Regions from separate parts of the Mus musculus genome. Here region 2 is linked to region 1. Evidence: chromatin contacts called from public promoter capture Hi-C data. All regions are on one chromosome and are shown on one strand. Each heading gives the region's core, a stretch centred on a gene start, on an enhancer-like site or on the middle of the called end of the contact. The rest is flanking DNA. Distances are from core to core; before and after follow the strand shown.

Region 1 (2,700 bases), core at 82-2,581:
TACTTCCCAAGAGTAGCTTACAAGTGTGCACCACCATGCCCCGCGATATTCTTATTTTTGAGACTGTTTTCTATGCTGGTTTCTTTGGGGAACTACACTAAGGTAGCTTACAAGTGTGCACCACCATGCCCCGCGATATTCTTATTTTTGAGACTGTTTTCTATGCTGGTTTCTTTGGGGAACTACACTAAGGTAGCTTCATTGTTGGCATAAATTTCTCAGTTCAGGCCCATATCTCCTAAGTAGCAGAACTAAGCAAATCTCAAACAAACCCCTCAAAAAGACTGATGTCCACTAAACGGACTTCTAAAATAGCTCCTGTAATCCTGAGCATTTACAAGGCGGCAGACCTCCTATAAGGGAGTAAATATGAAAACGCGCCTGTTCAAATGCTAGGTCGGTGGATAGAAGCAATTTCCTCAGAAAGCTGAAGGCACCAAAGGTTATATTTGTTAGCATTTCAGTGTTTGCCAAACTCAGCTACAGTAGAGATCACAGATTCCCTATTTCCCAGAGATTCAAAATTCAGCAGCCCCTCTCTAACTATGGCTCAGAGTCGTGTCATTACATATGCCCCAACAACAACCCCCACCCCTATCCTACCCCCGCCTCACACGTGCAAGTACTATCACAGTTGCCAACCTAGCAGAGCTGCCATCCTAAGGTCGAGGTCGCCGCTTTGGCTGTGTGCACAGGCAAGCGCCCTCACCCAATGGCCCTGGCCTTGCTATGGGTGCGTGAGTTGAGATGATGCTCTGGACTCTGAGGTGAAGGCCACTGGAACAGTGAAAAAAGCTAACGCAGGGCTTTTACCTAGTCCCCTTCCTTTGGTGGTGGGTGTTTACGGAACATATTTGGGATCTGAGTGTATGGTCGCACCACAATAAAGCCTTAACCTATATAGTAGAATTTCAGCTGTAATCATTAAGAACTGAGATTGCCACCACCCACCTCACTGTCTGTGTCAACCACAGCAGGCTGGAGCAGTCAGCTCAGGAACAGGCAAAACCTTAGGTCCCTCCGCCTACCTAACCTTCAATACATCAAGGATAGGCTTCTTTGCTTGCCCAAACCTCGCCCCAGTCTAGACCACCTGGGGATTCCCAGCTCAGGGCGAAAAGGAAGCCCGAGAAGCATTCTGTAGAGGGAAATCCTGCATGAGTGCGCCCCCTTTCGTTACTCCAACACATCCAGCAACCACTGAACTTGGCCGGGGAACACACCTGGTCCTCATGCACCAGCATTGTGACCATCAACGGAAAAGTACTATTGCTGCGACCCCGCCCCTTCCGCTACAACGCTTGGTCCGCCTGAATCCCGCCCCTTCCTCCGTTCCCAGCCTCATCTTTTTCGTCGTGGACTCTCAGTGGCCTGGGTCCTGGCTGTTTTCTAAGCACACCCTTGCATCTTGGTTCCCGCACGTGGGAGGCCCATCCCGGCCTTGAGCACAATGACCCGCGCTCCTCGTTGCCCCGCGGTGCGCTCTCTGCTGCGCAGCCGATACCGGGAGGTGTGGCCGCTGGCAACCTTTGTGCGGCGCCTGGGGCCCGAGGGCAGGCGGCTTGTGCAACCCGGGGACCCGAAGATCTACCGCACTTTGGTTGCCCAATGCCTAGTGTGCATGCACTGGGGCTCACAGCCTCCACCTGCCGACCTTTCCTTCCACCAGGTGGGCCTCCAGGCGGGATCCCCATGGGTCAGGGGCGGAAAGCCGGGAGGACGTGGGATAGTGCGTCTAGCTCATGTGTCAAGACCCTCTTCTCCTTACCAGGTGTCATCCCTGAAAGAGCTGGTGGCCAGGGTTGTGCAGAGACTCTGCGAGCGCAACGAGAGAAACGTGCTGGCTTTTGGCTTTGAGCTGCTTAACGAGGCCAGAGGCGGGCCTCCCATGGCCTTCACTAGTAGCGTGCGTAGCTACTTGCCCAACACTGTTATTGAGACCCTGCGTGTCAGTGGTGCATGGATGCTACTGTTGAGCCGAGTGGGCGACGACCTGCTGGTCTACCTGCTGGCACACTGTGCTCTTTATCTTCTGGTGCCCCCCAGCTGTGCCTACCAGGTGTGTGGGTCTCCCCTGTACCAAATTTGTGCCACCACGGATATCTGGCCCTCTGTGTCCGCTAGTTACAGGCCCACCCGACCCGTGGGCAGGAATTTCACTAACCTTAGGTTCTTACAACAGATCAAGAGCAGTAGTCGCCAGGAAGCACCGAAACCCCTGGCCTTGCCATCTCGAGGTACAAAGAGGCATCTGAGTCTCACCAGTACAAGTGTGCCTTCAGCTAAGAAGGCCAGATGCTATCCTGTCCCGAGAGTGGAGGAGGGACCCCACAGGCAGGTGCTACCAACCCCATCAGGCAAATCATGGGTGCCAAGTCCTGCTCGGTCCCCCGAGGTGCCTACTGCAGAGAAAGATTTGTCTTCTAAAGGAAAGGTGTCTGACCTGAGTCTCTCTGGGTCGGTGTGCTGTAAACACAAGCCCAGCTCCACATCTCTGCTGTCACCACCCCGCCAAAATGCCTTTCAGCTCAGGCCATTTATTGAGACCAGACATTTCCTTTACTCCAGGGGAGATGGCCAAGAGCGTCTAAACCCCTCATTCCTACTCAGCAACCTCCAGCCTAACTTGACTGGGGCCAGGAGACTGGTGGAGATCATCTTTCTGGGCTCAAGGCCTAGGACATCAGGACCACTCTGCAG
Region 2 (2,795 bases), core at 114-2,613, 380 kb after region 1:
TTGATTTTCAGAGAATGGGAGGTTTCTTAGTTAGGGTTTTACTGCTGTGAACAGACACCATGACCAAGGCAAATCTTATAAAGGACACATTTAATTGGGGTTGGTTTACAGGTTCTGAGGTTCAGTCCATTATCATCAAGGTGGGAGCATGGCAGCATCCAGGCAGGCATGGTGCAAGAGGAGCTGAGAGTTCTACATCTTCATCTGAAGGCTGCTACTCACTTCCAGGCAGCTAGGGTGAGGGTCTTAAGTCCATGCCCACAGTGACACACCTACTCCAACCAGGTCACACCTACTCCAACAAGGCCACACCTCCAAATAGTGCCACTTCTTGGGCCAAGCATATACAAACCATCACAGCAGGACTTGGGGCTTTGTGGGACATAAGGCAAGTGGCCAAGCCAAGACCCTATAAAAAAGGAGAGAGTCTGGGTCTGGTTCTCCATTCCTTATAGTCCCACAGTCCTGAACTCACATGGCTTCCATGGTGAGTGGGAATTCTCGGGAGAGCAAGAATTAGAAGTAACTTTTTAGTCATTTTTGAGTAGCCGAAGAAAGCAGAGAGTCCGGGGGATCTGAGGGTCAGAGACTACCATGGGGAGGGGTAATTTGCTCCAAGTGCTCAGGTGGGCCCCATTTCTGAAGTTTCAAAACAAGGTTTCCTCAAGCATGAGTTAATTTGTCAGACACTCAGAAAATTCCCCAACACACACTCACTCACACACACACACACACACACACACACACACACACACACACTTACTCAGTGGGTGACTTGGTTAGAGTCTGAGACAGAACCTGGAGGACTGAAGAGTCTATTGAACCAAATCTTCCAGCCCCATTGCCTCCTTGCTAACCCCATAATCTTCTTCAGAGCCACCAGTGCGACCCTGACCTCACCACAGAGTCAGCGGGGTGGAGATCCCGTGGCAAGCGTCCCTAGAAGGAAGGAAAATCAGCAGAGACTCTAAGGATCCTTTTCGTGCAGGTAACCCGAGTGGCCAGCATCTCACCACGCACATCAAGCTCTCCAGGCAGGTAGGGATCAGCAACGGGTTGTGCGCAGTGTAGTCTGCGACTGCGCCACCAGCCTCAGCTTCCCTACTTGCGACTGGCCGCACGCCCGGGGCCCCAGGGCCAGGTGTGCCCTAGTCGCTCTTCCCCAACCTCAGCCCGGTTCCCACGCTCCACAGCTCCACAGCGACCGCACCCTGGGTCGAGCGGCGTCCATAGGCTGGCTGTGCCTGTGGCAGCCTTGTAAGGCAGTGGCTGCCTCGGGTGTCAGTGCGCTGCGCTCCTGCTGGGAGGGGCCTTAGTGCGCGCCTAGGCGGAGCGGGAGGAGGAGGGGCATGTGGGCGGTGCCGGAGGGCGGGGCCCGGCGGACAGCTCTGAGAGCTCGGCGCCCCTGGGCGCGCGTCTAGTCGCTGAGGCGCAGCAGTGGACGCGTTTTGGAGGTAAGCTTGCGCTGGGCGCTGTCCGTGGTCCGAGGCGCGGTTCTGGGGCCAAGGCTCGGGACCCCTCCGGTCCGTGAGGCTGGCCACCTGTCACTCTCTGCAGTGGCTAGATCAGGTCTAGTTGCTGAAGCAACTAGTTCCTTTGAGATCTCAGAGCAGTGGTGTCAAGAATGGGTATGCGTTTACACTGAGCCAGGCGCATTGCGTCGGCACTTGATACGGTGGACAGAAAACACCCCACGGCTCCCCACCAGACCAAGGTGCCAGGCCTCGTGCCAGCGACCCGGGTCGCTGCTCGTGGAACCTGGTGGAAAACGGGGTAAAGAGAAGCCACCGCCCGGAGCTGTGCATACCGGAGCTGGAGCTGCCGGGGGTTCATGGGTCCAGAATCCTGAGCGCGCGTTGCGTCCTGCAGGTGACAGCGCCAGTTCTCTATGTCACCCTCCTTTCGAGCCTGCATCTCTCATTCGAGATGGCGAGGGTTTTGTCAGGGTCGCATGTTGAATGCCCACGTTTGCGCGAAGGAGAGGGAGGACTCGACCCTTGCTCGGCGGTTTCGGTTATGTAAACGAGGCCTTGAACTAGGTGAGGAAGACGAGTAGTACCCTTTGTGGCGCAGCTTTGGACAGGCTGTGTCCTGGTGATTGGTCCTGTGCGTGTCCTGGGGCGAATGGAGGCGTTCGGCCCAGAGCCCACTTGCGTATCTGGGCTCCCTTGGCCGTGTAGGTGGCTTTCTTAGGCGGCGCGAGCTCTCCACGACTGGAGCAATGTTGTGTGTGTTTGGGGGAGCGGGGGAGAGTTGGGTGGGGGGCGCGAAACCCTGCTTGTCTTTAGCTGGATTCTCTGGCGGCCGGCTGCTGTTTCTGCTCGCGTGCCAGCCCCTCTCCCGTCACGTGACCCTGAAGGACTGGCGAGGGGGAGGGGCACAATCTGAGCGTCTCTAAAGGACTCCTCTATTCAGAAAAGCTCCTGATTACCACCGGGACTCGCCATTAGAAAAGGTGCCCTATTCAAGTGGCGTATTTGAATAGACAGCTTTGAGAATCCCTGTCTTAACCGATGGTGAAGTGAGGGCGACCTGCGCAGCTGCACGTTTTCCTCTTGGTGCTCCTTGGGTCCGCCTTCTCCATTTCTTGAGGTTGTGGTACATGGCTATTTTAACTATCATCTAAGGTTTTGGAAATTTTTATAAGCATTAGAAAATTCCGTTTAAGAACACTGAAACCAGACATGAGGGGTGGAGGCTTGGGAGAAGTCTGCAGAATGGGGCCCTGCAGACAGCTCTGCTGAGCTTCAGGGAGGATGAGACCCAGCTTCCTCAGCAGGGCCTGCTGTCCTATT

The links. Promoter capture Hi-C pulls out the DNA fragments that hold promoters and counts their contacts.
Region 2: a promoter capture Hi-C map of the C10 cell line shows a contact between it and region 1. The contact joins the promoter of Tppp here to the promoter of Tert in region 1. A contact is called at or near these places in 2 of 39 promoter capture datasets (the C10 cell line and pre-B cells).

Annotation. Positions count from the first base shown.
Region 1 is chr13:73,625,580-73,628,279 of GRCm38.p6, forward strand. It overlaps Tert (telomerase reverse transcriptase), which reads left to right and starts at 1,332. Exons shown (of 16, transcript NM_009354.2): 1 at 1,332-1,669; 2 at 1,772-2,700. The coding sequence starts at 1,451. RefSeq lists a promoter at 1-1,421 and enhancers at 1,091-1,110, 1,251-1,271.
Region 2 is chr13:74,008,056-74,010,850 of GRCm38.p6, forward strand. It overlaps Tppp (tubulin polymerization promoting protein), which reads left to right and starts at 1,364. Exons shown (of 4, transcript NM_182839.2): 1 at 1,364-1,454. It overlaps Gm15912 (predicted gene 15912), which reads right to left and starts at 1,299. Exons shown (of 3, transcript NR_168519.1): 1 at 1,021-1,299; 2 at 764-939; 3 at 74-409.